Linked DNA regions of Mus musculus: region 1 is linked to region 2. A link is a contact called in public Micro-C data. All regions are on one chromosome and are shown on one strand. The core of a region is the stretch at or near the end of the contact, and the rest is flanking DNA. Distances in the headings are between cores, read along the strand shown. Region 1 has its middle 84 kb from the start of Bace2. Region 2 overlaps Dscam (DS cell adhesion molecule).

Evidence for each region. Hi-C and Micro-C count contacts between places; a contact is called where the count stands out from the background.
Region 1: a Micro-C map of the AtT-20 cell line shows a contact between it and region 2, with 3 times the contacts expected there. The contact joins two enhancer-like sites. A contact is called at or near these places in 6 of 484 Hi-C or Micro-C datasets (the AtT-20 cell line, cortical neurons, embryonic stem cells and 3 more).

Annotation. Positions count from the first base shown.
Region 1 is chr16:97,270,346-97,274,698 of GRCm38.p6, forward strand. No RefSeq gene overlaps it. Among named protein-coding and RNA genes, the nearest start is that of Bace2, 84 kb to the right of the region's middle. Within about 2 kb of position 2,121, at least 38 of the 459 cell types and tissues checked have an H3K27ac peak or open chromatin away from gene starts, as enhancers often do. A contact at or near this core is called in the AtT-20 cell line, where this site is marked.
Region 2 is chr16:97,049,668-97,054,511 of GRCm38.p6, forward strand. All of the region lies in intron 2 of Dscam (DS cell adhesion molecule), which reads right to left. Among named protein-coding and RNA genes, the nearest start is that of Dscam, 120 kb to the right of the region's middle. Within about 2 kb of position 2,879, at least 4 of the 459 cell types and tissues checked have an H3K27ac peak or open chromatin away from gene starts, as enhancers often do. A contact at or near this core is called in the AtT-20 cell line, where this site is marked.

The DNA of each region.
Region 1 (4,353 bases), core at 871-3,370, 220 kb after region 2:
TTAAAAAGCAAAAACAAAAACAAAACAAAAAAAACCCAAACACTTAGACATCATTCAACTAATAAGTTTCCACAGGGGAAACTGACAACCACGAAGTGTTAGGTGACCCACAGAATGGGAGAAAATGTTTATAAATATAAAATTCCATCATGGCGAGAAAGGCCTGGCAACAGACAAGGAGAGCTTGGAAGCAGGAACAAGACACTGGCTGATGACATTTTCATCCCATACAGGAAGCAGACAGAGAGAACAGGAAGTGGAGCACCACTAAAGGTGGCTCCCCGTGACACACTTCCTCCAGCAAGCCTGAACATCCTAAAGGTTCCATAACCTCCCCAAACAGCTTCACCAACTGGGGACAAAGCATTCAAACACCTGAACCTGTGGGGACGTTTCTCATTCAGACCACCAGATACCATCCCACACCTCCGGATGCTGTTGCCAAGGAGATAAAAGGTAAGAATAGACGGTGAGGTGGAAAAATTAGAACCTTTACACTTTACGGGTATTTAAAGTGCTGTGGTCTCTGCAGGAAACAGAATAGTTTCTTCATACTTTAAAAACAACCTGTGGTGTGACTCAGCAAATCCCACTGCTGGGTTTATACATAACATGTACTACACACCAATATTTGCAACCTACTCCTACTGGCATCAAAGCAGCTGCAGGATGGACCAAGTGTAGGAGCTGCCTGGGTGTTTGTTAGCAGAAGAGTTGATAAAGAAAATAGGGGCCAGTGAAATATCTCAGTAGGTAGTGGTGCTTGTGGCTAATCCCACTGAACTGTTTGAGCCACAGGACTCACATGGAGAAAGGAGAACACCAGTTCCTACAAGTTGTCACCTGACTTTCACATATGTACCACGGGTCACACATGCACACACAACCACACAAATACACACACAAACATACACACACATACACACACACAGACATATGCATACACACTTACACACACTTATACATATATGCATACACATATGAAATAAAAGAGAAAACATGAAATGTACTTTATGTATTACACTGATGGAATAGTCCCATCCATAAGAAAAAGGAAATGTTGCAATTTGTGCAATCAGATGAAAGACGACAGCAAGCCAGACAGAGAGAGACAAACACTGGCCAGTAGGGTGTGGCTTGGTGGTAGAGCACTTGCCTAGTACATGCAATGTTCTAAGTTCTACTATCCTACACACACACACACACACACACACACACACACACACACACACACGTAGGAAGCCAACTCTAAGATGGCGCCGGTTTCCGGTGTGCCGTTGTCATAATCATAAACAACATCAGCGCAGGTGTAAGCCCGAGTCTGGCGCCAACCCCTCTCGAGCGGGTACATGCTAATTAGGTGACAGGAAGGGGTAGGGCAGACTTGCAGGGAGAGGTGAGACTAGGGTTGGAAATCATATTGGTGTCATCTCGTGCCCCTAACAAAGCACAATGACTGAATCCTTTCTGACAGGGCAATCCCAGAATGTACAAAATTAGAGACAATCTGAGGATGTAACAACACAGCCAATTGTTCTGCTGTCCAGCATGGGTGACAACGTCCTGAAGAGTGCCTAACAGACCCCTAACTAGGACAGCACCTCTGGGTGCCTCGGGAACTCAGGCATTTTGATTACCCATGCTAGCATTTATTTGATGTCGTTGGTCTGGCTCAGAGCCCTTTTTATAACAATCTCACAAATCAGGTGTAAAGGAAAGAAAAATAAATAAATAGAAAAGCCACAGCAGGCACCCTCCCGAAGGCAGTGGCATTATTTTATAATGTTTGATTTTGAATTTTTAATGAAGGTAGAAGGAAGATGGACTCTGCATATCAGGGAAGTGAGCAGAAAGAACCTGTTCTGGAATAAACAGGTCAGCTGGAAGGTGGGAGAGGCTTAGGAACCCCCGTAGTCCAGGAGTGCACTTGCACGTAGCTGAACGAGGTTTGGCAGAAAGCCAGCGTTCAGGACAAGTTGGCTTCAAGAGCACAGAAGAAAGACGGGAGCTCCCACGGGTCATTTCTTGCTTGGGCTCCCGAGCCAGGCTCCCCTGCACAGCTCTGCAGCCCCTGCAGCTGCGCAGCTCTGCTCTTCTCTGCAGACACAGGAGGGAGCCATGCTTCTCCGCCACCTGCTGGTTGTTTCCTGAAATGCAGGGTACACCTGGCCATCAGCGGCTTCCTGATCCTTCATAGTCCACCCTATTTCCTCTCTTATCGAAAGCAAAAGGTGGCCCAGACAGCCCTCTCTGCCAGGATATTTCACATCTGGTTCCTCTCTTTCACATGGCATCTAAATCTCTGTGGTTCTGAAATATACACAGAACAGGGAATTGTAAGGTGGGTGGGTGGATAGTATTCTGTGATGTTGACTGCAGGAATTCCTCTTCAAGTTTCTCTCTCTCTCTCTCTCTCTCTCTCTCTCTCTCTCTCTCTCTCTCTCTCTCTCTCTCTCTCTCTCTCCCTCCCTCCCTCCCTCCCTCCCTCCCTCCCTCTCTCCCCACCCCCCTTTTTTGTTTTTTCGAGACAGGGTTTCTCTGTGTAGCCCTGGCTGTCCTGGAACTCACTTTGTAGACCAGGCTGGCCTCGAACTCAGAAATCCGCCTGCCTCTGCCTCCCAAGTGCTGGGATTAAAGGCGTGCGCCACCCTGCTCGGCTCTTTAAATCGTTTTTTTTTTCTTTTGTTTTTTTTTGTTTTTTTTTTTTTCCTTCCTTCCTTTTTAATAGCATGTTACAGTGTGATGTCCCTGCTCAGGGCTACAGTGGGCACTGATCAAATCCTGTCTCCATTTATAAAATTTGACTTTTCTTTTTTGTTTTAATTGTATTCTATTTTATAGGTGCAGTGTGTACAGCATACATGTTCACATATGTGCAGGAACATGTGTATATGGGCACAGGTGCATATGTGTGCACATGCACCTGTGTATGCACATCATGAGCGCATCAGGTGTCTTCCTCAATCACTCTTCACTTTTTGTTTAAGACATATTTTATTTTTAGTTATGAGTATGTGTGTATGGGGGTTGAGCACATGCCTGCAATGCCAGTGGAGGCCCCAGGCATCAGATCTCCTGGAGCTGGAGTTACAGGTAGCTGTGAACTCCTGACGTAGGTGCTGTGAACGTCCTGATGTAGGTGTTGGGAATCAAACTCGGATCCTCTGCAAGAGCAAACAATGCCCTTCATCACATTTTATTTTGAGGCAGTTTTTCCACTCATGCCCAGAGTTGGTCTAGCTAGCCAGGATTACTCCAACGATTCTCTGTTTTCACATTTTATGTGCTGGACTTTAAAAAATTGCCATAATTTCCATGGGTGCTGGGGATTTGAACTCAGGTCCTCTGACCACTAAGGCAAAGTTGCATATAGAATGCAGACAGCACTTTTTTTTTTCTGCATCTGGCTTATTTTATTTAACACAATGCCTTCCAGTTTCATCCATCTTGCCACAAATGACAGGGCTGTATTCTTTCTATGTCTAATCTAAATAGTATTCCACTAAAGTCACAATTTCTTTATCCACTTGTTTAGTTATTCACCCATGTTAATAAGCAATCTGGCTGTTGTGGGTAGTGCAGCAATAATCATAGATTTACAGGTGTCTCTTCCACAGACGGATTACATTTCCCCTGGATATATTTCCAGGGGTGGAAACGCTGGGTTATACAGAGAATCTATTTCTATTTTACTGAAGAGGCTCCATAGAGGTCTCCATAATGACTATATTAATTGACCAGAAATATTCACACTTTCTAACAAAGGACTGGAAAGCCCTGCCCTTTAGAAAAGTAAAATTTTTATGTCCTCAAATCTTCCTGGTTTTTGACACTGAAGGACAGTTTTCTCACTTGGAGTGAAGGATGCTGGGGGTGGGAATGGGAGTGAAGGATGCTGGGAGGTTGGGAGTAAAGGATGCTGGGGGAGTTGGGAGTGAAGGATGCTGGGAGGTTGGAAGTGAAGGATGCTGGGGGAGTTGGGAGTCTCCTTCTGATCCCACTTTTATACTCAGATTAACAACTGTGCTTTCTAGAAGCACCAGGGCTGGAAGGGGGTACAAGAAGAATAGGTCACCCCACACATATACTTCTCAGATTCACCTTGATCTTCTGAACAGGACACGTGGAAATATGAGTCATATCCAGTCTTATTTCCTACCTCCTAACCAAGAATTGCATGAGATCCAATGATCTGAGAGTAGGTCCTAGCCAGGGGCAGTGGAAAGCAGGTTTGGCTGACCTATCTGCTGGGAATGTCTCAGGGACAAGAAGAAGCAAAGGAAACCTGTCCGAAATGGGAAGTTACAAGTCAGTAGCCACCTCCACTGATCTCTGAGCTGGCTCTTTGCACTG
Region 2 (4,844 bases), core at 1,629-4,128:
TTTAATTCTACTGCAATCAAATAGTATGTATCAAGTGACTTGGCTTAAGCGTCATCTGAAACTTGTTTTACTGCCCAAAACGTGTTGTATGTTATAGCAAATATCAGTGTGTCACAGAAGATAGACAACTCTTATTCAAGTAGAAGCTGACTGAGTTGATTGGTGATCTCATTCAAGGGCTCTTTATTCCTATTTGTTCTGTTTCTGCATCTATTAATTATGAACAGATGATGGGCATTGAGTTCTTCAGCTGTAATTCTGACTCACCTTCTTCTCGCTGATGCTACACCAGCTTGCATGCTATGTGCTTTGATGTCTTGTCTTCTGCATAAAATTTACGGGACCATCTAGTGACTGCCATATGCAGGGATCCATCCCATAATCAGCTTCCAAATGCTGACACCATTGCATACACTAGCAAGATTTCGCTGAAAGGACCCAGTTATAGCTCTCTCTTGTGAGACTATGCCGGGGCCTAGCAAACACAGAAGTGGATGATCACAGTCAGCTATTGGATGGGTCACACGGCCCCTAATGGAGGAGCTAGAGAAATTACCCAAGGAGCTAAAGGGAACTGCAACCCTATAGGTGGAACAACAATATGAACTAACCAGTACCCGGGAGCTCTTGTCTTTAGCTGCATATGTATCAAAAGATGGCCTAGTCGGCCATCACTGCAAAGAGAGGCCCATTGGACTTGCAAACTTTATATGCCCCAGTACAGGGGAACGCCAGGGCCAAAAAGGGGGAGTGGGTGGGTAGGGGATTGGGGGGTGGGTATGGGGGACCTTTGGGTAGCATTGAAAATGTAAATGAGGAAAATACCTAATAAAAAAAACTGAAAAAAAATTTCCGAGAATCATACCATCTTAATCAACTTATATCTTTTCCTTATGAAATGACTTCTTTAGCTGTGTATTATTCTTGGATATAAAACATATCTTCCTGCAATGACAGGTAAATCCACTCCATCTTTCTGGCAGTCTTTTACCCTGATTTATCTAGATGACCATGGTATTTCCCCATCTTTTTATCTTGAACCTATTTTTTTGTGACTAGGACATGACAGGAGTGTGCCCACTAAAGGTCCATGTTTTGGAAGCTTCTTCCCTCTAATGTGATGGTGAAAACAGATGTTGGGAGCTTAATATAGTGGGAGATGACTGAGTTTCCAAGAGTGCAGCCTCTGGAAGGAATTAATGTACTTCTTATAGGATACCAGTCAGTTCCCATGAGACCAAGTGCTATGAGAAGAATAAATGTGGTCCTGAAACTTAAGCTTCTTGTGAGTCCCTGTAGTAACTCCTTTTTCATTGTCTGCCATGCTGTGACCAGATTAAGAGGCTCTCATCAGGAATAGCAGCCCTCAAAAACGTGAGCTAAGTAAACTTCTTTGAGGAAAAAAAAGCCTGTGGCTTCAGGTACTTAGTTAAGCAACAGACAAGAAATTAACTAATTCTTCATGTATTTATGTTTCAAAGGAATTTTACCATGCAAAATCCAGTCTTGCAATCTCTGCCTTATGACTAGCATGACTTGAATGTTTACATGTGATGCCAGCACTCAATATCTTTACATTTAATTTCATAGTGTTGTTCTTTCATTCTTCATTATGTCTGATCTCTGCTCATTATTTTATTTTCTTCTTTGTTTGGAATCATTATTGTTATAGATTTATTTTTATATGTATGAGTGTTTTGCAAGCACTTATATCTATGTACCATGTGTGTACAGTGATTACATAATTCAGAAGAGGATATCAGATCCCCTGGAACTGAGGTTACAGTTGGTAGTGAGATGCTATTGGGTGCGGAGAATAGAACTCAAGTCCTCTGCAAGAGCATCCAGTGCTCTAAACTACTGAGCTGCCTCTCCAGTAGCAAGTTTAAGATTTTTTTTTTTAATGAGTACTATTTCCCTTCTTGGTTGACTTTTTCACTATTACCCTTTGGTTAAATATTTTAATATTGCTTCAGATTTAATAGTATATATATCTTTAGCTCATCATCATCCCCAGAAGGGTGGTATTATGCCATGACATGCTTTGTAAAAGAATTGTGTTATTAGATTTTCCTGACTTTATGCTGTTTTAATGCTGTCAGATATTTCCTTTCTGCACACTACACAAGACCTCGGTGTCCTCTGTGCTTAAATACTCAGTTACACTCTCAATGATGTAAAGTTAGTACAAAGAGACATCAAAGATAGGTAAATTGTTTCTAAACTGGCAAAGCACTATTCTTGCACACCCAAAATGTATGCATTAAGTGCAGCAAGAGAAGCAGTGGTCAGGAACTTGATAAGCTCCCAGGGAATGGCTTATCAGGGTTCCTGCTGAAAGTGGGCACTGGGATGATAAATGTGGGAGGTCAGGGTTGACTCTGGTTGAGAAGATAGGCCTAAGAAGAGCTCTGCTAATCATTAATATAGAAGGGACTCTTCATCATTATCTGTCCACTTTGATGGCTCTCTCCGCAGCTCATGCTTGCACACCTATGAATGAAACTGCTATGCACACACACACACACACACACACACACACACACACACACACACAGAGAGAGAGAGAGAGAGAGAGAGAGAGAGATTTCTGTGTCCTCCATCAGGAAACAGGAGACAGTACAAAGGCAAATCACAGACTGGCTGGTTCTTGCTCATCCAGGGCCCAGTCCTGGGAGCTGCGGGTTTGTGTGTTTGTACCTTTCCAAATGTTTCCCATTTGTTTTGTTATTGGTTCAGATAAATGACCCCTGCTTCTCCATCTGGGCCATAAGTTGATGTCATTAGCTCCAGTTTGCTCCGGAGGAAGCATTGCTGGACATGTTTACCTTTCCTGAGCTCCAACAACTCACTGCTGTTTGCTAACTGGCACACAGAGGCAGGCAAGGGACAGTAATATGACAGAGGCCCATGTGTACCCAGCCTTTGGACAAGGAAGTGTTTTATGTTAGAATTAATATTTCAAGTTAATGAGGCATAGTAAGTGGAAACACCTCCACTTTCAGGCACCTAAGCCTGAGTCAACGTCATACAAAGACTGTAAAAACCAGAGGTTAGAGAGAATCAGGGTAAAACAGGACAGGTCTGTTACATTCACGGAGGCAGAGTAGCTGTGGTTGTCTATATAAGACCTGTACATGATCAAGACATCCAACATTTGAGCATGGAAGGGGAGCATATCACAACCCACTTCCCCCTCCAAGACTGAGGAGATATTGGCAGCCGATAGTTACTCAAGGAGGGAGAGTAGGTTTTCCCCAAGAGTGCTGTGTGATAAGTTGATTGTGGTCCAGAGGATGGCCCTTTACCCATGTATATATGGGGCAACACTAATTGGACTCAGTGGGATATATGTATGTCTGTGTGTGTGTGTGTGTATATATATACATATATATATGATGTATATGATGTATACATATGTATATGATATATATGTGTGTGTGGTGTGTATATATATGAGGATGTTTGGGTGGATACAGGAGGAACTGGAGGAAAAATCGGGTAGGGGCAAAAATCTCCCAATATATTATACACATGTATTATATTTCCAAAGGATAACTTTAAAACTAAAACAAACTGCAGAGCATTGATGAGAATGTGAATTCCATGCTGTGAAAAAGAAAAGTGAGGGTGCACTGGATCATTCCAGAATAATCCCAACAGCAGCCTAGAGGGACAATTCTGTTGGGTGACATAGGAGACCCCATGAAAGAGAACCCCTTCAGCTCCATTCAGCCTCACTCTCTGAAGCCCGTGGAGGATAATGCGACTCTGTCTTTATATGCACCAGGAGCAGCATTCGAAAGCATTCGATAAATAATCTAAAGATTACGGTAGGTGGTGGGAGAGTTGCTCGGTTGCCAGGCACAGGCTCAGCCTGTGAGGGCGCCTGTGTTCAGCCCCTAGTACTGAAGAATAATTAAATGAATGGAAATAAAGGATCAATGCAAACATAATGTGTTCATAACAGAAAGCAAGATTAATTAAGGAAAGACCTTGGGGGGACGTGGGTGTCCGAGTTTCAAGCTCAGACTAACAAAGACATTGTGTCAGTTCCTAGTGCACCAACAGCATCCAAGCTATGAAGCTATACCAAAGGGACCCCAGTCACACTGGTACTACATCACTCCCTTCAGAGCTTCGGTATCTGAAGTAAGCGGTTGGTTCTGTGACAAAGTTAGAGGAAACTGAAGAGAGGGGCAAGGGTGATAGCTCAGTGGGTAAAGTGCTTGCTGCATGAGGCTAACGCTCTGTGTTGGGATCCTTAGGCCCTGTGTAAAACCTGGGTGTGGTAGCACATCCTTGCAATCCCATGGCCAAGGGTCAGGGGAGCAGAGGCAGGCAGGTACCTGGAGCTTACTAACCAGCTAGCCTATACAAATCACTGATCTTTTTTTTTTTTTTTCCATTTTTTATTAGGTATTTAGCTCATTTACATTTCCAATGCTATACCAAAAGTCCCCCTTACCCACCCACCCCCACTCCCCTACCCACCCACTCCCCCCCTTTGGCCCTGGCGTTCCCCTGTACCGGGGCACACAAAGTCTGCGTGTCCAATGGGCCTCTCTTTCCAGCAAATCACTGATCTTAAGGCTCATTAAGTGACCCTATCTTAAAGGATCACCCATGGAAGGAGTTACAGAGACAAAGTTTGGAGCTGAGACAAAAGGATGGTCCATCTAGAGACTGCCATATCCAGGGATCCATCCCATAATTAGCCTCCAAGCGATGACACCATTGCATACACTAGCAAGCCTTTGTTGCAAGGATGGTGATATAGCTGTCCCTTGTGAGACTAGGCCGGGGCCTAGCAAACACAGAAGTGGATGCTCACAGTCAACTAT